Regions from separate parts of the Mus musculus genome. Here all the other regions are linked to region 6. Evidence: chromatin contacts called from public ChIA-PET, HiChIP or PLAC-seq and promoter capture Hi-C data. All regions are on one chromosome and are shown on one strand. The core of a region is the stretch at or near the end of the contact, and the rest is flanking DNA. Distances in the headings are between cores, read along the strand shown.

Region 1 (3,561 bases), core at 531-3,030, 470 kb before region 6:
CAGTTTCCCTTTCCATAAACCAAACTTCCTCTCCATTGGAAAGGCTCCATGGGAACTCCCCCCACCTCTGGTTACCAGGGAGCTCAGTCAAATACGGGTCTCATATTATTTTAGATGTAGAATAAAAATAGTGTCACAACACTATTGTTTTGTTTTGTTTTGGTTTTGGTTTTTGTTTTTTGTATTTTGTTTTTTCGAGACAGGTTTCTCTGTATAGCCCTGGCTGTCCTGGAACTCACTTCTTAGACCAGGCTGTCCTTGAACTCAGAAATCCATCTGCCTCTGCCTCCCAAGTGCTGGGATTAAAGGCGTGTGCCACCACTGTCCGGCCAACACTATTTTTTTCATTTATTGATATGCCAATGTGTTTGCATGCATGTGCGCACATGCGTATTCTCGTGTGCTACTTTGAGCATATGGAAGTCGGTGGACATTGGGGGCACAGAGGTCCTTGTACTCAAGAGAAGCACTAAGAACCAGAAGTTTTAATCATGCCGTGTGTCTCCTCAATGCAGGAGATAAAGTCAAATACCTGCATTCCACTCAGAAATCTGAGAGTGGATTTTGTTAACAACCTGGTGAGCTTTTGGCTCTGTGTGGAGTCAGACCTCCCCAGCTTTTGCTATAGAAGCCGACCTCACTCAAGTTCTCCAGAATGATAATCCCAGACTCTCCCCTCCCTAGACCATTACCCACTCTTAGGAGAGATGTCACATCTGCCTGATGACCTCCATGCTATTGGTCAGAGACCACTCTAGATTCTAGGCCTTTAGCTCTAGAACCCACCCTCATGGAGTTTCAGTGTAGTCACACCTCAAGCTTTATTGTGCTCCTGGAATTGAACTGATGGACCTGACTGTTGCCTAGAAACCTCTTCCCAAATTGTACTGTGTTTTAAATATGCTGACAGTGAACCGCCTGGCGTTAGATGCCCTGAAATCTGATCCAAGCTGATGGAATTCGGTCTGAATGGGGTTTTCATTCTTATCACTTCCCTGCCTGGACATCTATCTGCAGGGCTCCCTGGGAACACAGCTTGCAGTTGGTTCTCTCCCCTTTCATCACTCGAGTCCCAGAGATCAAGCACAGGTTGTCCTGCTTGCCTGCAAGAGCCTCTACCTGCAGCGCCATCTCACCAGGACCAGCTTTTGGCTCCCCGCTTCCCGCTCGGCACACTTAGGCCCGGCTCTCCCGACTCACCTCCAGCTCCGTCTCAGCGCCAGGCTTTTTTCCTTTCAGAGTTCTGGAACTTGGTCAGCAGCTTCCTCTCATGCCCGCCAGGGCTAGGGCGGTTGGTATTGGCAGCAGCTTCTCTCTTGGTCCGACCTTTCCGACCTCCCCCGACTGGTGGAGCAGGAGGTAGAGGAGGTGTGTGAGGTTAGGACAGGCATATAAATGGCCAGAGTGGGGCGGTCACGTCTTCACGTCTGAAGCACTCTATCCTTGCTGTTTACTCAAGTATAGAATGAGAGATGCTCACTTGTGAGTTCTTGGGGCTAAGGGAGACAGAACTCAGTAGATGAGACTAGAAGGGGTTACTTGGGAGTTGGGAATAGATTAGCTAGGAAAGGTAAACCGGGGTACCCAGTGAGAAGCAGATGGGCTGACCAAGGAGCTACCACGAAAACCTTACCGACACAGGGATGGGCCAGGCTGTACTGATCATATTCATCCAGGATTCCATCTTCATCCTCTAGGTTTAGAGGTTGCTGGGAAGGGTTGGCTGTTGGTGGCAAGGTGGCCATTATGCCTAGTCTGCTCTCTCCAAAGTCTTGCCTGTGTCTCCTTGTCTGAATGTCTGCCCTCTCCCAGTTTCTCACCCTACTTATAACGCTGTCTCCTCCCTAAACCACGGGGTTGGCCCCCGCCCTCCAAGCCCTGTCTGATGCAATCTGGCCCTTTCCCAGAACTGGGCCCATAGACAGCAGTCCTGAGCAGAGAGGAGCACCCTCCCCTCCCTCCTCCCTCACAGGACTCACCCAAGCACAGCTGTGTTTTTCCACGTGGAAAGCTCTCGCCTCAGGGGCGGAGGAAGCAGACAGGATCTGGGCACAGTCTTTGGGATATTGGCCAGGGAGAGCAGAGGGCCTCAGATAGGCCAGTCCTTCCTATCATTTCAGCCTCTGCCACAAGCCCCTCCTGGGCCTGGGTCATAGTTAGACAGACAGACAGACAGACAGACAGACACACACACACACACACACACACACACACACACACACACTGTAGTCTGGTTCAGATTCAGGAGGTAGTGGCAGCATACATACTGAAAAGGGAGGGAGGAGGGACACTGACCCACTTCTTGCTTGGTCAGCAGTTCCTGTCACACCCAAGGCTTCTATTTTTGTGAAAAGTCCCCTTCAACAGAGTCCCCAGGGACTTCTTCCTCATGCAAGATGGAGGATAGCTAGCTGGTAGAGACAGCAAATACCCTGGATTCCACACTCTGATTCCTGATCCACCTCCCTCTACCTTTCTTTCTGACAGAATCCTTCTATGGAGCCCAGGTTAGCCCTTGAACTTGCAATTCTCTGGCCTCCTCATCCTAAATGCTGGGATCACAAGTCAGCTCAGATCCAGTGTTTCCTGCTGTGTGACCTTGGACACGTCACTTTCCCTCTCTGATTGCTTCAGGTTCCCCCTTTAACAGAGGATAACTCTATCTGGCTCTGTTGGTGAGAGGTTGCAGACTCATGAGGCCTGGAAAACCTTCACAAGCGGGAACAGTGTAAGGATTAGTCACAACTTCCCATGGGTTCCCATACAGTGCCCTTGCCTTGACCCTCCCCCCTCAAAAAAAAAAAGGGTGGAGAAAAGGAATTTAAAATAAAATATTGTGTGTTGGCAAGATGACTCAATGGGTAAAGTACTTGCCACCAAGCCTGACAACCTGAGTTTATCGGTTTCCAGGACCCATACAGTATGGGAGAGAAAAATGTCCCATAAATTGTCCTCTGACCCTCACATTCCTATCCATGTACACACACAATAAATACGTGTGACTTCTAAAATTTAAATAATATATTGAGGGCAGAATGAAATAAACAGGTATTTGTGCTTTGATACCCCCTGCCTTGTTTTTTAGGCAGTCTCACTGTTTTAGCTGTGGCTGGCTAAGAACTTGCTCTGTAGGCCAGATTTGAGTCTAGTGTTGAACTCAGAGATCAACCTGCCTTTGACTCCTGAGTGCCAGGTTTAAAGGTGTGCATCACCACACCCAGCCAGTATGAATCAAGTGTGAACTAATAGTAAGCTTTTTCAGTCCATACTAGCTTCCCTTGGGTTGTTTGATAAGAATTAGTATGAATTTTAAGTTCAAATAAAAAGCATGTGAAATGAAATTTTCTACTTTTTTTTTATTTTAAAAAAAGTTTTCATACAATGTATTCTGATCAAGGTTTCTTTTCTCCAACTCCTCCCAGACCCTCCCCATGCCCCCAAATTTTACTCTATAGGAAACGAACAGGTGAATCATCATTGTCACCGTCGTCGTCGTCAGAAATATGAATGAAAAAATTAAAAAGCAGAGGCCATGCGGCTCCTGGGTATGGTGGAGAAGGT
Region 2 (3,748 bases), core at 1,247-3,746, 370 kb before region 6:
AGAGAAACCCTGTCTCGAAAAACCAAAAAAAGAAAAAAAAAAGTGATGTCTAGTTGAGGAGCAGGCAGACAAAGTGACGATTCAGAGTAAGATTTGGCAGAATGAGTCACAGATAGGATACGCCCGACTCTCCTGAGACAGAAGAGAGGGGGCTTAAAAGAGCAGTGCAGGCAGAGGCAGTCATCAGTTTGGTCAGTCAGGTGGGAGTAGTGAGTGCAGCGGAGTTGAGTTCATTTGTGAGTTCGTGCAGCTCAGTGCAGGGCAGCAGAGTCAGTTGGAGCTAGAGATTAAGGAGCCAGAAGGTTAGAACAAATTGCCAGAATTAATTTGAGACCAAGCCGAGCACTTCAGTGAGAAGCTGAGAGAAGTCAGACTGAATCAGTCAGCTTGGGGTGGAGTTTGAACCAGTCAGCCAGAGCTCAGAAAGAACTAGAAAGAGTGAGCTTTATTCAGCAGGAAGCCTCTGTGATAACAATTTCTTCAGGCAAATAAAAGATACCTTTAGGACCCAGGTAGACAATGGCTTGTGGAGCAACATGCCCAAGTTTTATTGTGACTACTGTGATACGTATCTTACCCACAATTCTCTGGCTGTGAGGAGGACAAACTGCAGTGGTCGGAAACACAAAGAGAATGTAAAAGACTGTTACCAGAAATGGATGGAAGAGCAGGCCCAGAGCCTGAATGACAAAACAACAGCTGCATTTCACAGAAAGATCCCTCCAGCTCCATTCTCTGTTCCTCCACCTGCAGGGGCCATGATCCCACCTCCCACCATGGGCCCTCCTCGGCCTGGCATGACGCCTGTGCCCCACATGGGAGGCCCTCCCATGATGCCAATGATGGACACTCCCCTTCTGCCTGGGATGGTGCCCGTGGGACCAGCTCCTGGGATGAGACTGCCCATGGGAGGCCACATGCCCATGATGCCTGGGCCTCCCATGATGAGACCTCCCGCCTGCCCTATGATGGTGCCCACATGGCCTGGCATGACCCGGCCAGACAGATAAGAGCAGAAGCGCTCTTGATGGTTTTGTATTTCTTGTTCTGTTTCACCAGGAGCTCTTGGTGCTGAGCCTGAGTGTGTACTAGATGCATGAAAAGGAAACGTCCCTTCCTAACAGGATATTTTTTGGAGGGAGAAGTAATACAAAAAAGTACAGTTTTCACTTATATTGTGAAATGTGAAAATAAAATCATCAGGTCTTTTAGTTAAAAAAAAAAAAAAGATACCTTTATATCTGTCTCTCTTCATATTCCCTCCCTCCCTCTTTCCTTCCCCATTCCATTGGAGTCTTCTGTTCTAGTCTCCTTCCCCATCCATTCATAACTATCTATTCTATTTCCCTTTCCTGGGGAGATCTATCTGTACACTCCAGTCCCTTACTCTATACCTAACTATTGTGGTATTATATAGATTGTGGCTCAGTTATCATTGACTTAACAGCTAATATTGACACGTAAGCTAATACATTACTTATTTGTCTTTCTGGGTCTACGTTATCTGACTCAGGGTGATTTTTTTTTTCCTAGTTCCTTCCATTTGCCTGCAAATTTCATTATTTCAGTTTTTAAATGGCTGAATAATATTCTGTTGTGTAAATGTACCACATTTTCTCATCCATTGATCTGTGACAGCCATCTAAGTTGTTTTCCAACTTCTGGCTATTATAAAGAGCAGCAATGAACATGGGTGAGCAAGTGTCTCTGAGGTAGAATGGAGCATCCTTTGGGTATATGCCCCATAGCCGAGCATATACAAACCACTACAGTGGTATAGCTGAGTCACGAGGTCTTCAAGTCTCATCTTCCTGAGAAACCACCACACTGATCTCTACAGTGGCTGGCAAGTTTGCACTCATACCAGCAATGGGTGATTGTTCCCCTAACTTCCCATCCTCGCCAGCATTTGTTTTTATTGATCTTAGCCAATCTGCTGGGTGTAAGATAAAACCACAAAGTAGTTTTGATTTACATTTCCCTGATGACTAAGGATGTTGAAAGGTTCTTTAAATGTTTCTCAGCCATGGAGTTTCCTCTTTTGAGAATTCTGTTTAGATCTGCACACCATTTTTAAATTGAGTTATTTGGGTTTTTTTTTTTTTTGTCTTGTTTTTGTTTTTGTTTCAATCCTAGGATGTTTATTACAAAGGTAAACTTTGATCCTCTAGTTGGACTTAAGAGTAAGATTTCTAGTATGGAGTGTGGGCACCAGGACCTCGGAACTTTTTGGATTTATGACCACTGTCAGGTATCTTTAGTCTCGTTCTTAGAGGTCTCATCCACGTACTTTTGGTAATAAGCCATCAGGGCTTTGGAGATGGGCTGTCAGATAGCATAAATTTGGGGCACATGACCACCACACTTCACATGAACCCGGACATCCACACCAGCAAATCTCTCTTTGCCCAGAAGCAGAACTGCCTCAGTACCTTGTCCTGCAGCACGCACAGCTTGATCATCTCCAGGGGACGTCTGTCCACCCATTTCCCCATTTGCAGTGTGCCACAGCTGTGCCTATCTTCTTGTGACCGAAGACCTACACAGACTGCAGCTGATCCTGAGACTGTGAGCAGCAAGGATGGACATGAGCTGGTGCAATCTGAGAAGGGTTTCCTCAATACCTTGGTTTTTTAGGTTCCTTATATATTTTGGATATTAGCCTTCTATTGAATATAGAGTTGGTAAAAAAAAAGAATTTTTCCCATTCTGTAGCCTGCTGCTTTGTCTAAATGACACTGTCCTTTGCTGTGCAGAAGGTGCTCAGTTTAATGAGGTACATTAGTGATCTTAATGCTGAAAATTGCCCTTTGAAGATCTGCGAAGAATTGTGTTGAGATTGTGAAGGGGACTGCATTGACTCTGCAGATTGCTTTCGGCAAGATGGTCATTTTTTGGACTGGTGAGATGGCTCAGTGGGTAAGAGCACCCAACTGCTCTTCTGAAGGTCTGGAGTTCAAATCCCAGCAACCACATGGTGGCTCACAACCATCCGTAAGGAGATCTGACTCCCTCTTCTGGAGTGTCTGAAGACAGCTACAGTGTACTTACATATAAATAAATAAATAAATCTTAAAAAAAAAAAAAGATGGTCATTTTTACTATATTAATCCTACCTATCCATGAACGTGGGAGATCTTCCCCATCTTCTGACATCTTCTTCAGTTTCTTTCTACAGCGTCTTAGGGTTTTTCTCGCATGAGTCATGCACTTGCCTGGTTAGAGTTACCCCACGATATTTTCTATCACTAGAGGCTCTTGTGAATGGCGTTGTCTCTCTCTGTCTACTTGTTGTGTGTACACAGGATGGCTACTGAGTTTTGTGAGTTCATTTTGTATCCAGCTAGTTTGCTGGAAGTGTTTATCAGCTATAGGAGTTTCCCAGTATCTGAGCATGTGGTCAGTTTTGGAGAAAGTTCTGTCAGGTGCGGAGAAGATATATTCTTTTGTTTTTTGTGGGAAATGTTCTGTAAATATGTTAGGTCCAATTGGTTTAGAAGGTCAGTTAGCAACAGCATTTCTGTTGAGTTTTTGTCTAGATGACCTGTGTACTGGTGGGAGCGGTAACTAAAGTCTTGCAGTATTGGTGTATGAGAGTCAATATGTGACTTAAGATATAGTAGTGAGTTTTTGGGGGTTGGTTGGTTTGGTTTGAAGTGGGGTGCCCTTGAGCTTGGTCCATAGATGTTGAAAACTGGAATGTCCTCTTAGTGGATTTTTCCTTTGATGGGTGTGTAGTATCCTCCCC
Region 3 (3,372 bases), core at 621-3,120, 510 kb before region 6:
GCGAAGGATCAATGCCCCGCGGTCAGTCCCAGGTTCCGCTGTCTGCTATACACGACATGTCCGTCGAAGGATCCCCAGATCTCCAGCTCGTGTTCACCCACGCCCCACCCGCCTGACCCCGCCCCCTGCCCCTCTAAAGCAAAGCCCCCGCCCCCAGGCCTGTACCTTTAAGAGCAGCTGAACTCTCCGCAAGGTAGACGAGCAGGTTGGGGGTCACGTGACAGTACCCGTGAGCCTTCCATCACGTGCTTGAGGGTTGCTTCTTACTTCCGGGTCCTTTTTTCTCTTTTTCGCCTTTGGACTTCTCAAACTTCGGAGAATAAAAGAAGGAGAGTTCGAGAGAACGCTGGAAGCACTGATTTTGAATTGGAGTCGAAGGGAGCCACAAGTAGAGCCATGAAAAGCGGCGCTCTAGACGCCGACCAAATCTGCCAGTACTAGTCATGGCGCGGAAGGCTTCAGCTTCTTTCCTGCAGCTCTTACTTGCCTGAAACAATTATGGCTACTTTGCTGCGGATGTCCCACTACCCCACCCAACGTCCCAAGGACAAGTTCTGCTTGAGCGCAAAGGCGACCAGCCTCAAGTGTTATCTGTTGTCCTTACAGACCTATTGTAAAGACCTATAATAAGCATCTGGGAAGTAGCTGAGAGTAGATCGATTAAAAATAAACACCCACAAAACAGCATTCTATGAATTATCTGTGGCAATATTCACGATGTTACGGTTAAATCCCCTTTGCCTTACTATCCTAGAACAACAAATACCACGAAAGTTGTCCAACCCCTGGTTTTACAAGAGAAAACCAAGGTCCCTCCGCCCCACTGTGCAACAGAGGCTAGACTTTTAGCTGACTTCAGAGACTCAGCAGTAAGAAATAGAGCAAAGGTGCTAAGTTCACTGAGAAAGCTGCTATGGGTGTTTTTCCTGGTCTGTGATGTCAGCCGTTTGTCCTAATTGGAAGTTAGGAGAATGAGGCTGAGAGGATAGTTGGAATGTGTCACCTCACAGTTCCAAATAAGGAGTCCTTCCCTTACCTTCCACTCGATGGCAGGGCAGCATCTTGACCATTCTTCATCAAGCCTATTCCTCTGCTATGGATTCCAGCAGCCTCTGCCCACTTCTCCCGGGTCTTTTCAACCACCTGTCATTAAGATTTGCCGTTTGAAATATGCCCTCCTGTGGTGTTCTTCCTAGATCACTCAAACAGTGAGAAAAAGGATCCTCCTACCCAAACGAGTCTCTAGAAATTCTGCAGCCTCTGTCCTTAAGGAACTCACAGTAAGCTGTGAGGACACATGACCACAGTACAAGAATAACCATAGGTGAGGGTGTGGGCATTGAGCACCAATCCAGACCTTTCATCCCCAGAAAAATCTTAATGGCGTTGAAAATGGGAACCCAGAACTTCCAGTGGCCTTATCCTCACTTCTACAGCTTCTCCCCCAAATAAATCAGGAACCACAAACCCTAGCTTCCTCTCACTGAAGGCTGTGGCTTGGAGGAGGCGGAAATGGCTGAGGTGCGAATACAAGACCTGAGTCACTCAGGCTGCACTTGCCGAATGCCCCCTCCCCCATACCCAATTCTGAGGTCTCCTGTTTCCACTTTTTTTTTCCCTTTCCCCTTTCTGGCCCGATCCTCTGCCCTTTAGTTCCAGATGTGCACCCGAGTCTGAGTCACCTGGACACTGTTAAGCCATCCCCCTGCCTGTCATGAAGTCATCCATGAGCAGGGGGGAGGTGCACAGGGCCTGGGGTGGAGATTTGTCAGGGAGAGTCAGGGGAAGAGGAAGTGTCTTGGGTGCTGGGGAGGACTTCGTGGGTGGGGACGGATGGTCATTGTGAGCTTTCTGGACACACAGAGACCTGCAGGATGGATTTTCTCCGGCTTCGTCTCCCTGGGCTACATCAGGCTTTGAGGGGAGCACTGGTGAGAGGGGCAGAGAGATACCCGAAACTTCCACCATTCCTCGTAGTCTCACCTTTCCTCTCCCTTACAGCCTCTCCTGAAGCCTGAGCTCCCTTTCCTACAGTCAGCCAGACTCCTAGCCCAGTCCTTCCTGGGTTTCAATCTCCTGCCTCTACAAGTGTACCCACTTATTCAAGCTAGGCCTTGTCGGGGTCCCTTAGCAGACGTCCAGATCCCTGATTCTTACCTGGGCTTTGTTAACAGTGTACTCCTGGGGAAGTGGTTAGACCTCCCCTGAGTGCCTTCACTCTTCTTTCTTCTCTTCTAGGACTCCTTCAGTGCGTTTGTGTCCTACCTCGTAGGAGACACAGTCCCCACAGTAGAGAGGCAGACACAGGCAGCTGAGGAACTGGGAGAGGTGACTGAGGGGAAGGTTGTAGGAGAGGAAGCCCAGGAGGTACTGGAGGGACTTAGAAGTGGCCAGAGTGAGGGGGTAGAAGCACCCGAAGAGACTAGAAGATGCCAAGAAGGAAGTTTAGCTGGTGAACAGACCTGGGGGTGGAGAGCAGATAGCTCTGCAAGGCCCCAAGCAGAAAGGCAGGACACTGGGTCCTGGAAGGCAGCTGAGGATGCCAGGGGCCAGGAGCCAAGTGTCCCACTGAAGCCTGAGGCAGAGCCTGGGACTCACAGAGACAGGAGCAGTAATACAGCCCAGGAGATCTGGGAGCACGGTGAAGAGGAAGCAAGCAGTGGGGAGCCTCTGAGAACCTGTGAACAGAAGGAAGAAGAGGAGGAGGTGGTCAGAGCAGCAGAGTCAGGGATGGCCGAGGGGGTGGAGTCACAGCCAACCTGGCACAGCGAGCCTGGGGGGAATGCTGGCACTGAGGGGCAGCATGTGACAGAGGACAGCAAAGAGATAGACTGGGTGGCCAAAGACATGGTTGCAGAAATCGAATGGTTTGGTGCCAAAGGGATTGACAAGGAAGAGGAGAGGATGGTCCCAATGAGGGATGGTGAAAGGGCAAGGGCACAGGGGACACAATGCCCCGGGGCCGAGTCTGAGGACCAGGCCATGTTGAGTAGAGAGGCCTGGACAGTCTCAGACAGGGAGGGGGCTGATAGCCTAGGAGTTCAGGGAACAGAATACGGGTCAGACCCAGGAGACAACTTCCCAGGAACTACTGGGAGAGTCTGGGTCCTAGAAGAGGCTGACAAGGGAGACCAGCAGGATGAGGTCGACGAGAAGAGAGAGGCTGAAGTTAGGTTTCCGATCCAGACCCTGGAGGCTGAGAGAACTGGAGAGATGACTGAAGGCCACATAGCTGAAGAGGAGGCTATGGGAGAACAGGAAACAGAGGGCAGCTTTGAGGATGAGGAGAGGCAAGACTTAGCCATCAGGGATAATGGAGTGAGTCTAGAAGAAGAGGTACGGGCAGAAGAATCCTCCAGGGAGAAAAGGAAC
Region 4 (3,387 bases), core at 494-2,993, 440 kb before region 6:
CTCTCCTTCCTGAGCACTGGAATCAAAGGCATGTGCCACCATGCCTGGCTAGCTTCTTTCCTTCCTTCCTTTTTCTTTCTTTCTCTCTTTCTTTCTTCCTAGACTAGTCTCACTGGTGTCTTGAACTCCCTATATAGAACAAGCTAGCCTCATTCATAGACATCTACCTGTCTCTGTCTTCTAAATGCCACTAGCTTTTCCATGTAGTCCAAGATCACCTTCCCAGAGAACGGTGCTACCTACAGTGGCTGGGCCTTCTGTATGAATTAACATGGTAACGTGGTAGTGCACTCCTATAATCCTATATAATCCATTAGACAATTCCCTATAGCTAGGTCTGTCTGGGAAATTCCTCAGTGAAGACTGCATTGTCCAGTGGCTCTAGGCCCTGTCAAGTTGTTAAAATTAACCAGGACAACTGACTAGACATACAGATTCAATGAAAGAAAATTATTTTTTCAAACTGTAAAAAGTATGTGTCTCCGTGTGGGTATGTGCACGTGAGTGCAGGTGCCAGAGGACAGCACATCAGTACCCTTGGGGCTGGAATTGCAGATCGTTATAAGCCACTACTGTAGGCACTGGGAACTGAACACGGGCTCTTTGCAAAAGCAGTACATGTTTTTGATTGCTCGGCATCTCCCCAGACTCATTCATATACATACACACACACACACACACACACACACACACATATATATATATATGTATACACACACACACACACACACACACACATATATATATATATATATATATATATATATATATATATATATATATATATATATACATTAATTTCTTTGCTAGTCTAGGGGCTAAAATAGTTTCAGTGTTAAAATGTAAGGTTTCCTAATAGAAAAATATCTGATAGCTTGTTGTATGCCAGGCACAGTGCTATGTACTGGGAATGTCTAATGATCTTGACCTTATAGCATTTGTAATTCTATCAGAGAATAACAATATGTAATTATAAACTTTAAAAGATTTTCAAAAATATTTTTATTCTATGTCCAGGCGTATGTATATGTGTATGTGCACCTGTGCAGTGCCCTCAGAGGCCAAAAGAGGGCATTAGATCCCTTGGAGCTGGAGTTACAGGCAGTCTGAGCCAGCTGACCCAAGTGCTGGCATTCTAATTCTGGTCTTCACGATTGAGCAGTACTTGCTCTTAACCACCAAACCATATTGATTTTTTTAGGTGTTATGTACGAAATATTAGGATAGTTAGGGTGGGAGCAGTCCCTAGGGACTGAGCCCGGGACCATGCTAAGCAAGTGTCCTACCACTGCACTAACTGGGCAGGCATCCACAGGGTAGGTATCCAAAGATGTAGCTAAATGTTTGCATGTCCAAATCTTTTATTTGCTGGGAAGATTCTGTAAAATACAAGTACTAAACCTAAAACTGCTTATTTGGAATTTAAAAATATTTTCAGATACATTTTAAATTCACGGCAAATTTCAGCTTAAAGTACAGAGTTCTCATCTGCGTCCTGGGGCCCTCCCTCCTCATCCCCAACAATCTGATGTGGTTTTGTTGTTGTTTTCTTCTGGTGCAGAGGATCCGCTCCCATCACCTTTCACATGCGAAGCGAGGCTTCACGCATGCTTTTCTGTTCCTTTGACTCTGATCTATTAAATCATGATTAAGTACATCAAAGCACAGGTGTCGAAGTAAGAACTACGTTTCCCAGAGTGCAATGCAGCACGTCACAGAGAAGTACCCGGCATGCGCAGAGGAGTCCTCCGCGCTCGACCGCGCTCATAAGAGAAACAGCGTGTGTGGTTCTTGACGCGCCGCGAACCTTCGAACGCAAGTGCGAGACTACCCTGTGAGGAAACGTTCCAGGGATTCGCCTGTTCCCGCCATCGCAGTTACCAGCGCGACGTGCTGTTTCTTCCTGTGCTCGGTAGGTGGGACGGGGCCATGGCAAGGTACCTCCAAGCAGCGCGGGAACGAAAGGCCAGCGTTCCTGCCCGGCGCCCGGCTCGCCGAGGCGGCGTCTGAGGAGACGCGCACGCGCCCTGGACGGGAAGGGGGCGGGGCTGTGGGAGCCGGCGCCCTGGGGCTTGCGCGTGCGCCCTACCTCTCTGAAGAGGTGGGAAGCGGCTGGAGCTGGCTAGTCTAGATGCCGGCAGCTGATGTGAGTCCCAGACATCAGCACATTTTACTACTTTCTCAAAAGCTTAGTTTTTGGTAGCCCAACCTGGCCGTGAGATCGCAGTCCTCCTCCCCCAATCCCGAGTGCTGAGATTACAGACTGCACATGCTCTAAAGGTGTCCATTTTCACAACAGTAACTTCATCCACTCTCCAGCTCACTCTTGTGTTGGCTGACACATGTATCCTAGGACGTCTGCGTCTACTCATCAGCACCTTCCCCTACCTGTCAATGTTCAGCTTTCTCTAGGGAGGCTTTGACTCATGCTGTTTCACAGAAACAGCTCTAACAAAGCCACCTTGACTTCTGGATTCCGAAGTTCAGTGATACAGGATTGGTAGCATCCTCTTTCATTGCCTCGGTTCTCCTCTAAAGAACTCCTGCTTCCATTGCTTCATCTTTAACGGTTGTACCATCAAAATACATAAACCCTTCTTCATCTTGCCTTTCTTTCTGTTCCCTCCTTGGACATTGTCTATTTCACACTTTAAATAAAAATAAAATTTATTTTGGTGCTCTCGTTTCTATCTTGTAAAAATATTTGGTGTGTGTGAAGGCAGGCATGTTCATTCCATGGCACTTTTGTGGAGGTCAATTGACAGCTTTCAGGAGTTCTCTCCTTCCATCATGTAGGCTTCTAGGATGGAACTCGGGGTATCAGGCTTGGCACAAGCACTTGAATCTGCTGAGCTATCTCACTGGCCCTCAAATTTACATCTTGTAGATCAGTATAATGTTGTGGTGTTAGAATCCACAGGGAAAGACCAAATCTTAGGCTCAATTCAAATTTAGATGAAATGGATTTCTTTTATTTATTACTGCTAGGCAGTAGGCAGTAATAGGCAGAAGGATGTCAGCCTTAAAGCCAAACAGCATGCCATGTGGTGTGGAGGGATCCAAAGGAAGGAAGGGGGCTGGAGAGATGGCTCAGCAGTTAAGAGCACTGACTGCTCTTCCAGAGGTCCTAAGTTCAATTCCCAGCAACCACATGGTGACTCACAACCATCTGTAATGGGATCTGATGCCCTCTTCTGGTGTGCATGAAGACAGTGACAGCGAAATAAATAAGTCTTTAAAAAAGTTAAAGGAAGGAAGGGTTATAAAGGTAGATAGCAACGGTGACTCTTACAATTAATTATCTATAGAATCCATAGCTGGGCCAGGTCATTGTTTTTCTCCCCATGTTGTTTCTCTTTCCCATTGTATAGTAATAAAACACTTCTT
Region 5 (3,369 bases), core at 749-3,248, 330 kb after region 6:
GGCAGGTAGGTTTCTGTGGGTTTGGAGACAACCCGGTCTAAATGCTGAGTTCCAGGCCAGCCAGAGCTACCTGTCTTAAAAATGAAAACAATCAACACAACAAAAATAAAACAAACCCGGGGCTGGGATGGCTCAGTGGTTAGGAGCACTTGCTGTCCTTCCACAGGGCCTGAGTTTACTTCCCCAAACCCACATGGGGCAGCTTACAACCACTGTAACTTCAGCATCAGGGACGCTCATGACTCCGGTCTCCCTGGGCAGCTGCACTTATGGAGACCCATACACTGACACAGAATGAAAAATAATAAAGATAAATCTTAGGAAAAAAGTTTCAGTAAAACCTAACACGTCTGCACTGACCACTCTAGCTGTTACCCAGGCAGCACCAAAGCATAGCCCGGTGGCTAACACGGAGTTGTTGAAAGTCAGTTAAAATCCCCTTCCTCCTGTGTCAAATGGGAAAAAGTAACGGTCCCCTGACTTCCAGGATTGTTGGATTAAATACATACATGCTTATTGGTCACTTAGTAAATGCTCAATAAACAGTATTTACTGGTGTATTTTGTAGTTGGTTTTGGTGCAGCGGTTCTTTGATAGATGAGGCACCATATTTGCTTCAGGGTTCTTCCACTCAGGGTAGAGATGGGAGACGAGCCAAGCTGTCATTATCCAGGCAGACACTTTTCTTGTGTACCACTTTGCCTTGTTCAAGAACTATGATAGGCAGACAAGTTCTATTTTTAGGGGCATTTTAGGGATTTTTGGAGGGTAGGGGTGGTGAGCTGAGACAAGGTCTCACAGTATGTTGTCTCAATTGGCCTCAAATCCCCCTGCCTCTGTCCCCCCGGGGTACTGAGATTAAAGGTGTGTGCCACAATGACCAGCCTTAGTTAGTTTTAAAAAGGGGAAATGAGTGTTATTTTAACAAACATCTGGAAACATAAACATTCTTTGAGTTCTAGATTCTCCTACTCTGTTTTTTTTTTTAAGATGTATTTATTTGTTTTTATATACATTGGTGTTTTGCCTACATTTGGTTCTGTGTGAGGGTGTCAGGTCCCCTGGAACTGGAGTTACAGACAGCTGTAAGCTGCCGTGTGGGTGCTGGGAATTGAACGCTGGTACTTAGGAAGAACAGTAGGTGCTCTTGACTCATGGGCCATCTCTCCAGCCCCCCTACTGTTTTTAATAGGACAGCTCTCCTGAATTTCCAAAACTCTGGAGTAGATAGGCTTTCTTTTCTTTAGTATCTGAACATGTAGGCTCTAATCTGTAGGGATGCTGGAATGGGGAATCTGAAAGAAAGGTTTACTAGAGAAGAAACCCCCGGACAAACAAGGTTTCAGGAGGACTTGGGACAATCCCTCACCTCTCGGAGCTCCTCCCAGGCTTTCCCCCTCCTCAGGATCCTGGGCGGCGGGGCTCCAAGCCTCACTCCCCTGTTCCATCCAAGAGATGAGGGCTGGTTTGGGGCCCGGGAACCCTGAGAGAGAACAGGGGTCACAGTGCTGGCCTGAGAGGCTGGCCGGGGCAGATAGCATCCCACTAGGGTGAGGGCACCTCCTCGGAACTTATGCACACATTAACCTGGACAGGGTTTGCGATGCTCTTGCCTGAATGGAGACTCCCGAGGAAGCCCTGAGAATGGAAGGTGACTGATGCTGCTGGTGGAAAAGTGCGGGATGAGGGCTCATAATCCACTTGATCGGTCTACTGCAACTCCCCGGTGAACCCCCAGGAGGATGGGGGCGGGGCTCTGACTCGGGGCCTCACCGAGCGCGCCCAGGAGGCCGTAGGTCTCGCGCATCACCTCCCGATACAGGGTTCTCTGCGCGGGCCGCAGACACCCCCACTCCTGCGGGGAGAAGTACACGGCCACGTCCGCGAAGCTCACAAGCTCAGGCTTCCTGAAACCGGGCCAGATCTCCCCAGGCATCGGAACCAGCAGTGAGGCCGGGGGTGGCGCCATCGGGGATCCTGCCCAGGCAGCGGCTTGGCTGCCCTAGCCTTCCGCTTCCGGCCTCCGCAACCGCGGGAAACCACGCCCTTGGCACGCCCCTTGGTCACAGTTGCTAGCAACGCGTGCGGAACGAACGCGGCAGCCTTACTGGCCGCAAGGGAATGCAGAGCAATAGTGTTTACTCCACAGCTGCTCACACAAAGACACGAAGGTGTGAAGGGAACCGAAAGATGTCTTCAGAAAACATGGAGACCGCCTAGCTTCAGTTGTCATTGACGGCACTGAGGTGCCCTTTCTGCAGCTTAACAAACTTCGGACTTCCACTGCCCGCGGCGCCCCATTTGCCCTTAAATACAATGACCGCTTCAGGAATGTTGGTGTTCGTTTCTATGTGTAGGAAAGAGAGACCTTCAAAAAATACCCGCTACCTGCTGCCTCATGGACCTCTGTGCGCAATTACAACGGCTGATGATTGGCTGTAACGGCAAGGAGCAGCAGTGTTGCAATTGGCTTCGGAATGGCGGGACATCTGAAACTGTTCTGAGGACCTGGGCATCCCTGGTGCCTGAGATAGTGTCTCCCCAGTCTCCCAGTGTGCGTCCTGCTGATGTAACTGGAATCTGATGGTTAGCCTCTAGAACCTGGCAAAGCCTGAGTATTGCATTTCAGAAACTCAGTTCGTGTCTTCAGAGAAGTTGACAGAATACTTGAACCGGTGGTTCTGCTCGCTTAGTCTGTATATTTAAGTTACAGGCTAAGGGGTGTGCTTAGTGTGTTTCTGCTCGGATGAAAGCATATTCTGGGACGTGGAAGCCCAGGAACCACACAGCCCAGAGGTGGGACAGTCTCCTAAGGGAAGGGTATTCTGAGACATGGGGGCTCAGGAACCACAAGCTGGAGGGTCCAATGTGTGGAGGGATGAATCCAGAGAAAGCTGCCCTCTGCTCCTTGGAGCAGACAATAGGGAAGTGAACAGAGGGCAGACCTTATATAGGACTTCTTAGGGGGTAGAGCTTTTCAGGGCAGAGAGTAAAGATTGGTGGGATTTCAAATCCTGATCTTGGGGAGCTCAGGGCTTGGTGTTTTTTTTTGTTTTGTTTTGTTTTGTTTTGTTTTTCCCTGTTCAAGTGTTGGTGGGTTTTCATGCTCAGAGAGAAGTGGGGTTTTGTTGTTGTTGTTGTTGTTGTTGTTTTTCCTACTCAGGGATTGGTGGCTTTTTTCCACCACCCCCTTTTCCTGCATTGGGCCCATGGCTACAGATGGCTTTGATTGAGGTAGCATCTCTGTGGAGCTGTGTGGGGAGGCTAGAGAGGGGGTGGACAGCTCCTGCAGTGGTGTTCAATTCACCAAGGCTGTAGGCTGAGGCAGGAAAGGTGTCACCCACCGCTCCTGTGGGACAACTCCTGCTG
Region 6 (3,682 bases), core at 561-3,060:
TACTGAGTAGGTGTACTGAGCAGGTGTACTGAGCAAGTGTACTGAGCAGGTGTACCGAGTAGGTGTACCGAGTAGATGTGCTGCCACAGCCCTATAACCCCAGCACCAGGAAGGTAGCCAGAAGACTGCCACAATTGGGAACCCACTGTAGTCTACGTAGAGCATTTTAAGCTAGAAATGATACATAGTGAAACCCTGTCTCAAAACAAATGAAAAACATGTATGTTGAAATGCTGGTGGTGAAGAATTGTGGCAAAATGCTTGCCTAGCATGAGCATGACCCATAAGCAAACAAACACCTCCGCCGCTGCCCCACCCCCCACCCTGGAAAAAAGAAAGAGAAGACAGAGGAGGGAACAAAGGCTGGGAGAAGGCTCAGTACAACACAACAGTGCTGATTGACAAACATGAGGGCCTGAGCTTAGACCTTAGCACACACTTCAAAACTATGGGCACCGCAAGCTCAGCTAAGTGCTCCTATTAGCTTAGCACTGGGGAAGGAAAGAGGGGGACAGGAGGAGAGGGGGAGAGGGTATAGGGGGAGAAGGGAGGAGGGGGACCGGGGGACAGGGAGAATGGGGAAGGGGAGAGGGAGAGGGAGTTCAGCAGTTAATTCGATGCTCTTGCAGAGCACCTAGGTTCAATTCCTAGCACTTACAAAGTGGCTCACAACTGTCTGTCAATCACTTCCAAGAGATCTGACATCCCCTTCTGGCCTCCTTGAACACGAGGCATGCTTGCGACCAAAATGCATACAGGTGAGCTAAACACACAAACACATAAAATAAAATAATAGGGTGGAAATCAATTAAGTAGACTCTGGTCTACACACACACACACACACACACACACACACGCAGACACTGCATGCACACCATGTAAAGGTATGATGGCCTAAACAACACCGGTAACAATTACTCTCATAGTGCTTACACCGTTAGGTATCAGAAGTAGTGGAGAGATGAGCCTGGGCACAGTGGCCTGGGACTGAAACCAACACTCAAAAGGCTTACGGGAGTGTGTATGTGTGTGTGTGGGGGGGGGGGGGGGATTCGGGGCCAACCTGGGCTACATCTTAAGTCCCTGTCTCAAACAAAACAAAAGTATGACACAGCTGGATGAAAAGGGTGCAGGGAGTAGACGGAAGGACAGGGACCCTCCAAGAAGCAGGCAGCAAGATACATCGCAGCGCTGTGGGAGCCCCTGAGCCGGTCTTTATAATCTTCCTCTCCCCTGGGTGAGCGAGCTGAGGTCTGGGCCTTGCCTGTAGGGTGAGAAGGTGAAGGCGCTGGGGTCTGGGCCTTGCCTGTAGGGTGAGAAGGTGAAGGCGCTGGGGTCTGGGCTTTGCCTGTTGGGTGAGATGGTGATCGCGCCTAGGCCTTGCCTATGGGGTGAGAAGGTGAAGGCGCTGGGGTCTGGGTCTTGCCTTTGGGGTGAGAAGGTGAAAGCGCTGGGGTCTGGGCCTTGCCTTTGGGGTGAGATGGTGAACGCGCTGGGGTCTGGGTCTTGCCTTTGGGGTGACAAGGTAAAGGCGCTGGGGTCTGGACCTTGCCTGTGGGGTGGGACTGACTGGAGCAAAGCAGCTGCTCATTCTGGCTCCACCTTACACAGGAAGTGGTTCTTCACCACACTGACCACATCCCCAGGTTGCCTTGGAAACACTCTGTGGGGGCAGGAAAAGTTGGGGCACAGTCGCCCAGCAACAGGTGGTAGCCTCCCTTCCGCCTTCTTCTGAGGCCAGCCCTCCAGGGCCTTTCAGATCGCTGCGCGCACACACACCCTCCCGGCATGCACTGGGAAGAAGGGCTCTGAAAACGGCGAAATCCAAGATTGAAGCAAGGTGACAGGTGAGGTGAGGGGTGCGGAAGCAACTGCAAATGGGGGACTGGTGGCAGAGATGTGGACAAATACCAACAAGGGAAGCAGACAGGCCAGTGATTGGGCAGAGCTGGGGAAGCTGGATAGGTGCCGGGCCACAGACCTGGTACAGCCAGATAGCACAACAGGGCCACCTCCAAGGAGAGCGGTTAGGTGGCTCAAAGAGTAGGTGCATATGGAAGGGAGGGGCCAGCAAGGGGTTTCTCTCTCATTCCAAGTCTCCTCACTTGAGACTGAGGCAAGACCTGAGAGCCCAGACCTTTGATCTGTCATCAGAGGTGGGGGGTGGGGCTGGAGGGGAAGTAAGGCCTGCGACTGTGCAGGGGAGCCTCAGCCAGCTCTGGCTTGTTCTCCGGCCTCTCCTGGTTTGCTCTTGACCTCTCTGGGACCCTTTGCTCCTCTCTAGTTTTGCCACCCATGCTCAATAAGCCAATTAGAAGAGCCGAATTAACAGTGGGTAGGGGTGGGGGTGGGAGCAGGAACGCAAGATGAGGGACAAAGAGATCCAGCACTCCCGACTCCCAATCTGTCTCTGAGGTTCTGAAGTAAAGTTACAGTTTAAAAAAAAGGCCAATGATGTGCAGTCCCAGTGACATGCAGTCTAAGCACTGTCTCATCCTGTGCCACGGTCAAGTTGTTAGAACCGTTGTTGAATCTCTTTCCAGGAAACGGGATATCCTCTGGTTGCTGTCCTTTCCTTCTCCCAGTGGAGACGTTCCTGACTGTTCTGAGTCCACACTGAGTCTCCCAGATGCCAGTGACGCCTCAGCAGCCCTCTGGGCACACGGAGGGGCTCCCTGAGCCTACAGCGGAGGCAGCAGTGTGGGTAGTAATCCCCTGTGGACCTTGTATTCCCATCATGCTGGGCCTGGCCTCTCTCACAGCCTTCTTCATCATAACTACTGCTGTACTGGCCGAACGCCTGTTCCGCCGCCCGCAACCAGACCCCAGCCAGCGTGCCCCCACCCTAGTCTGGCGCCCTGGAGGAGAACTGTGGATTGAGCCCACGAGCAGCGCCCGGGAGCGCTCTGAGGATTGGTACGGCTCCTCCATGCCTCTGCTGATGGACAGGGCTCCAGGTCCCCCAACACCCGGTGGCACCTTAGAGGGCAGAGCAACTGCTCCACCAGCCACTTCAGCCCCATACTCTTCCCTCAGTTCTCTAGTTCCTCAGACCCCACCAGAAGTCCCAGCCCAGAGCACCTTCTGGAGGCCTCAGACCCAAGAGGAGAGGCCCCATGACACAAGCCTGGTGAGCTGGGTTGGGTCTGAGCCCATGCCAGAGGCTGGCTTGCAGGTTGGGAGCCCCAGGCCTTGGAGGCCGAGGCAAGGGAGCCTGGAACCTGATTGGGGTCTCCAGCCTCGGGTCACCCTGGAGCAGATCTCAGCATTCTGGAAGAGGGAAGGCCGGACCAGCGTGGGCTTCTGAGTCTTCAGGACCTGTAAGACTAACTCCCACCTCAGAGGGACTACAGGGGTCAGCTCCAGCCTTAGGCCTGACCCTTGCGCTGGAAATTTTGTGTGGAAATTTCTGTCTTCTGCACCTGGCTGGTGGGCAGGCTAAGAGTGTGGACAGCCTGCACTCCAAGGCTTGCCTGAAGTTCAGCTTAGGTTAAAATGCCTAAGTCGTGACTCTGAGAATTGAAGGCAAGTCTAGCTGGCTACAGGCCAGAAGGCTTCAAGATGGCACGTCAGGGTACAAACTTACCTAAGACAGCCTATCCTGTATGGGATGCTGACCATCAGCCCAGAGCTGGTAGTTATGAGTGTCAGTCATGTGGTCTGGAGATGGCAAGAATCTTGC
Region 7 (3,648 bases), core at 1,086-3,585, 330 kb before region 6:
ACAAAACAAAACAAAACAAAACAAAACAAAACAAAAAAACAACAAAAAACCCCTGTCGGTTTGAATTTCAGACTTAAGTGAGTATGATGTTACAGGTCTGTAATCACAGCACCTTCACACATACGCACTTACAACACAGACACACAAACATTAAATAACAGAACACATTTTAAACATGCTTAACATTGGTCTGCCAGGCACTGGAGGTACAATAATGAACATGATATGATCCCTAGCCATCCATCTGCAGGGACCAGACGGAACCTAGAAGCAAAGGAGTGATTTTTATTTTATTTATGCACTTAGAGACAGGATCCTGGGGCCGGATAGATGGCTCAGTGACTAAGAGGCTGTTCTTCCAGAGACCCTGAGTTCAGTTCCCAGCAACTACATTCTGACTTACAGTCATCTATGATGGCATCCAATGCCCTCTTCCGATGACAGAGCAGTCATATACATAAAATACATAAACAAGCCTTTAGAGACAGGAGCTCACTGTACAGCCCAGGCTATCCTCAAACTGACAGTCATCCTACCTTGGTCTTCCAAGTGATCACAGGGTTCTGGTTGTTTTTGTCAAATCTAATTATTTTATTAAGTAAATAATGTGTAGAGGTACCTGAGTGCAGCATGTGTATGCAGGAGCCCTCGAAGGTCAGAAGAAGATGCTGAATGCCCTGGAGCTACATGCTTGTGAGCTGCCACGTGGATGCTGGGAACTGAACCTAGAGTCTCTGCTGAAGCAGTAAGTGCTCTTATCCCTGAGCCATCTTTCCAGATTGTCAAATCCAAACTTAAAAATGACATCCTTAGTGCTGGAGAGATGTGTTAACCTTGAAGAACACATACCGCTCTTCCAGAGGACCCAAGTTTGATTCCTGGCACCTATATCAGGTGGCTCACAACCTCTTAGAACTCTAGTTGCAGAAGGTCTGATTCCTCCGGCCTTGGTGGGCACCTGCACTCATGTGCACATACCTGTAGGCAGACATGCACGTAATTTTTAAATTCTATTTTATTTATTTTGTGTGTGAATATGTGTCTGTCCACATTCATGCTATAGCATGCTTGTGTTGGTTGGAGGAAAACCTGCAGGAGCTAATTCTCTACTTCCATTGTGAAGGTCCCAGAGATCCAACTCAGATCTTTGGGCTTGCTTGGCAAGCATCTTTACCTACCCAACCATCTTACCAGCCCAGCGTGGGGGGAGGGGGGGACAGAAAGACAGAGACAGACAGAGACAGAGAAAAGGTGACAGTGAATTTAAATTGATTTAGTTACCTTTGTCCACAGCTACCACCCTTTCCCTCCTTCTCCCGTGAAGTGAGCTGGGTTGCACGTCCTCTGGGCAATCAGGCAGAGGATTTGTACGACACTGGGGCCTCAGCACACACCTGAGCCCCCCTGCAGGCCTGTGTCTTCACACTGGAGTCAGGACCGACTTCACAGCTTCACAGTGCTGCCTGCCGTCCACCACCCTCCAGATTGCTTCCTCATTATAAAACGTAAGATATACTCCCTCAGCAACTCAGGGTGGCCCACTCCTACCAAGTCTGACAGCCTGAATTGGACACCTGGGACCCACATGGTGGAAGGAATCAGATGTCCTCTGACCTCCACACAGGCTCTGTGACATACTTACGCTCCAACACACAAAATTAATAAATGTGGCAAATAAACGAATAAGAAATTATGGAAGCTGGGCATGGTGATACATACAGCTTCTAACTAATCCTAGCACTGGCGAGTTAGTATGTTGAGGCCAGCCTGGTTACCTAGTCTACATAGTGAGTTCTGGAACAGCCAGTTCCATGTCAAGAGACCCTCTTAAAAAAGAAAGAGAGAGAGAAAAGAAAGGATGGAGATGTGGCTCAGTGGTAGGATGCTTGCCTAGTAGCATCCTGAATCTGTATGATGGCTCAGGCCTAAAGGCAGGAGGATGTGTTCAAGGCCAACCTCCACCACATAGAGAGCCTTTGGGGCTAGCCTGGATTACCACTATCTGTTTAAATGAAACAAAGATGTGAGGCAGGTCTTCAAAGGTTAACTGTAAGCCGGGTGGGTTCCCTTAGCATTACTGAGGGCCACTGGCCCCTGGGGCTGCAGAACTCTCTTGGCAGACTAAAGTACCCTAGTGGCCAAGGCAGGGAAGGAACAGCGTAACTAGGCGGGAAAGCCGGGTGCGCGCCCAGGAGACCATGTGACGTCTCGGGCCCGCGCAGGCTCGCCCGGCAGGCGCGGGGGCGGGACGCGCGGGGGCGGGGGCGGAGCCTGGCGCGCGGCCCCGCGGTGACAGGGCGGTAGGGAGGGGCGGGGCCGCGGGCGGGGCAGCGGGGGGAGGCGGGAGGAGTGGAGATGGCGGCGGCGGCGGCGGCTCCGGGGGGCGGGGGCGGGGAGCCCAGGGGAACTGCTGGGGTCGTCCCGGTGGTCCCCGGGGAGGTGGAGGTGGTGAAGGGGCAGCCATTCGATGTGGGCCCACGCTACACGCAGCTGCAGTACATCGGCGAGGGCGCGTACGGCATGGTCAGGTGAGGGGGCGTCCCGGGAGGGGGCTTCGGAGCAGGGACAGCAGGTGTGTGCTCGGGACATGGGGGGCTCAGGGAGTGTCGCAGGGGAAGTATCGTGCAGTGACTTCTGGAGGACTAGGCGCTACTTTCTCCAGGGAGGGGGGTTGGAGGCTTTGAAGCCACCTTGTATTGTTAAGGGAGGGGCACCTGGGGGACCCTAGAGATAAAGGTGGAGCTAAGAGGATGAAGGGGGAGTGAGGGACCCACGAGCAGGTAGTGGGAGCCTTGGTTCCCCCCTGATGAGGCTGTGACAGAGAGTTTGAGAGAGGAGAGCAAAGCTCAGGGTGGGGCAAACCTTTGCACCTCTGCCCCTGGCAAGGCTAGGGGCCCAAAGTAGGGAAGGGTCTCTAGAATGTGCCTTATTTTGTGGTATACGGGTTTGTGAGTTCTCGCTGCCCCACTGTGTGCTCTGCTCTGGGCCTTTGTTCCTATGGGAGCAGCTCTGACCCAGGAACCGCACAGGGAGACCTGCCTGCCCCTCCTTATCTCTTCTCTCCTGTCCCATTACTGAATCCTCTAGGCTTCATCTACTTTCTCCATTTAACTCCTATCCCCTGGACCTGTCTGGGATTGAGAGAGTCCAGCTTGGGAAAGGGGAGGAGGGTGAGGGCAACTAGAATGTAAGAGGGTCCAGGAGAAAGGAAGTCGGTGAGTGGCCACTCTCTTCCTCTGTTTGTGAAGTCACTGAAAGGCTGCCTGGCTGATACCCAGCTTTCCCCTGGAGATCCCAGGCCTTCACAGCAGGAAGGAGCCAGCATTGTTTACATTTGGCCAGAACCCTCTCCTCCTCTCTCCAGTCCCTGCCAAGACCTGGGTGGGGCCAACAGGCCTGGATTCCCCCTTTGTAAGGCCACATCTCTCTGGCCCTCTCAGCTCAGCTTATGACCACGTGCGCAAGACCAGAGTGGCCATCAAGAAGATCAGCCCCTTTGAGCATCAAACCTACTGTCAGCGCACGCTGAGGGAGATCCAGATCTTGCTGCGATTCCGCCATGAGAATGTTATAGGCATCCGAGACATCCTCAGAGCGCCCACCCTGGAAGCCATGAGAGATGTGTATCCTTCACCTTAGCCACAGCCC

Evidence for each region. Promoter capture Hi-C pulls out the DNA fragments that hold promoters and counts their contacts. ChIA-PET counts read pairs in DNA pulled down with a chosen protein or histone mark. HiChIP or PLAC-seq counts read pairs in DNA pulled down with a chosen protein or histone mark.
Region 1: a contact with region 6 is called in a promoter capture Hi-C map of hippocampal neurons, with 4 times the contacts expected there. The contact joins the promoter of Nupr1 here to the promoter of AI467606 in region 6. A contact is called at or near these places in 7 of 39 promoter capture datasets (cranial neural crest, embryonic stem cells, hippocampal neurons and 3 more), 1 of 484 Hi-C or Micro-C datasets (liver) and 4 of 115 datasets of contacts at active chromatin or transcription factors (embryonic stem cells and pancreatic cancer cells).
Region 2: an H3K4me3 HiChIP or PLAC-seq map of bone marrow-derived macrophages shows a contact between it and region 6, with 3 times the contacts expected there. The contact joins the enhancer-like site here to the promoter of AI467606 in region 6. A contact is called at or near these places in 3 of 39 promoter capture datasets (cranial neural crest, embryonic stem cells and maxillary cranial neural crest), 1 of 15 datasets of contacts at CTCF or cohesin (CD8 T cells), 1 of 484 Hi-C or Micro-C datasets (liver), 3 of 115 datasets of contacts at active chromatin or transcription factors (bone marrow-derived macrophages, embryonic stem cells and pancreatic cancer cells) and 1 of 9 other capture datasets (pancreatic islet).
Region 3: a contact with region 6 is called in an H3K27ac HiChIP or PLAC-seq map of embryonic stem cells, with 3 times the contacts expected there. The contact joins the promoter of Apobr here to the promoter of AI467606 in region 6. A contact is called at or near these places in 12 of 39 promoter capture datasets (the 3T3-L1 cell line, the C10 cell line, cranial neural crest and 7 more), 11 of 484 Hi-C or Micro-C datasets (cerebral cortex, cortical neurons, embryonic stem cells and 1 more), 8 of 115 datasets of contacts at active chromatin or transcription factors (embryonic midbrain, embryonic stem cells, large pre-B cells and 2 more) and 3 of 9 other capture datasets (embryonic stem cells, liver and pancreatic islet).
Region 4: a contact with region 6 is called in an RNA polymerase II ChIA-PET map of memory CD8 T cells, with 49 read pairs. The contact joins the promoter of Sgf29 here to the promoter of AI467606 in region 6. A contact is called at or near these places in 8 of 39 promoter capture datasets (cranial neural crest, embryonic stem cells, hippocampal neurons and 3 more), 1 of 15 datasets of contacts at CTCF or cohesin (embryonic stem cells), 20 of 484 Hi-C or Micro-C datasets (the G1E-ER4 cell line, the N1E-115 cell line, the STO cell line and 11 more), 10 of 115 datasets of contacts at active chromatin or transcription factors (embryonic stem cells, large pre-B cells, memory CD8 T cells and 2 more) and 2 of 9 other capture datasets (liver and macrophages).
Region 5: an RNA polymerase II ChIA-PET map of memory CD8 T cells shows a contact between it and region 6, with 424 read pairs. The contact joins the promoter of Zfp688 here to the promoter of AI467606 in region 6. A contact is called at or near these places in 1 of 39 promoter capture datasets (liver), 2 of 115 datasets of contacts at active chromatin or transcription factors (memory CD8 T cells and pancreatic cancer cells) and 1 of 9 other capture datasets (liver).
Region 7: a promoter capture Hi-C map of neural stem cells shows a contact between it and region 6. The contact joins the promoter of Mapk3 here to the promoter of AI467606 in region 6. A contact is called at or near these places in 7 of 39 promoter capture datasets (the 3T3-L1 cell line, embryonic stem cells, erythroid cells and 4 more), 1 of 15 datasets of contacts at CTCF or cohesin (embryonic stem cells), 15 of 484 Hi-C or Micro-C datasets (3T3-L1-derived adipocytes, the G1E-ER4 cell line, LSK cells and 9 more), 20 of 115 datasets of contacts at active chromatin or transcription factors (the 230-238 cell line, the HPC-7 cell line, the SCID.adh cell line and 13 more) and 5 of 9 other capture datasets (adipose tissue, embryonic stem cells, embryonic tail and 2 more).

What each region holds. Positions count from the first base shown.
Region 1 is chr7:126,623,690-126,627,250 of GRCm38.p6, forward strand. Nupr1 (nuclear protein transcription regulator 1) reads right to left here and starts at 1,781. Exons shown (of 3, transcript NM_019738.1): 1 at 1,634-1,781; 2 at 1,201-1,344. The coding sequence starts at 1,745. The coding sequence ends at 1,214. The region is part of intron 1 of Gm39087 (a long non-coding RNA gene); the gene reads left to right.
Region 2 is chr7:126,723,400-126,727,147 of GRCm38.p6, forward strand. It overlaps the pseudogene Snrp1c-ps1. Among named protein-coding and RNA genes, the nearest start is that of Coro1a, 20 kb to the left of the region's middle. Within about 2 kb of position 2,497, at least 23 of the 459 cell types and tissues checked have an H3K27ac peak or open chromatin away from gene starts, as enhancers often do. A contact at or near this core is called in bone marrow-derived macrophages, where this site is marked.
Region 3 is chr7:126,583,138-126,586,509 of GRCm38.p6, forward strand. Apobr (apolipoprotein B receptor) reads left to right here and starts at 1,871. Exons shown (of 4, transcript NM_138310.1): 1 at 1,871-1,931; 2 at 2,239-3,372. The coding sequence starts at 1,875. It overlaps Cln3 (ceroid lipofuscinosis, neuronal 3, juvenile (Batten, Spielmeyer-Vogt disease)), which reads right to left and starts at 2,680. Exons shown (of 18, transcript NM_001146311.2): 1 at 2,158-2,680; 2 at 1,037-1,143; 3 at 166-310.
Region 4 is chr7:126,647,566-126,650,952 of GRCm38.p6, forward strand. It overlaps Sgf29 (SAGA complex associated factor 29), which reads left to right and starts at 1,744. Exons shown (of 10, transcript NM_029339.3): 1 at 1,744-1,912.
Region 5 is chr7:127,420,036-127,423,404 of GRCm38.p6, forward strand. Zfp688 (zinc finger protein 688) reads right to left here and starts at 1,999. Exons shown (of 3, transcript NM_026999.4): 1 at 1,774-1,999; 2 at 1,370-1,483. The coding sequence starts at 1,969.
Region 6 is chr7:127,089,626-127,093,307 of GRCm38.p6, forward strand. It overlaps AI467606 (expressed sequence AI467606), which reads left to right and starts at 1,811. Exons shown (of 2, transcript NM_178901.3): 1 at 1,811-1,847; 2 at 2,544-3,682. The coding sequence starts at 2,630. The coding sequence ends at 3,307.
Region 7 is chr7:126,757,291-126,760,938 of GRCm38.p6, forward strand. It overlaps Mapk3 (mitogen-activated protein kinase 3), which reads left to right and starts at 2,336. Exons shown (of 9, transcript NM_011952.2): 1 at 2,336-2,528; 2 at 3,441-3,623. The coding sequence starts at 2,356.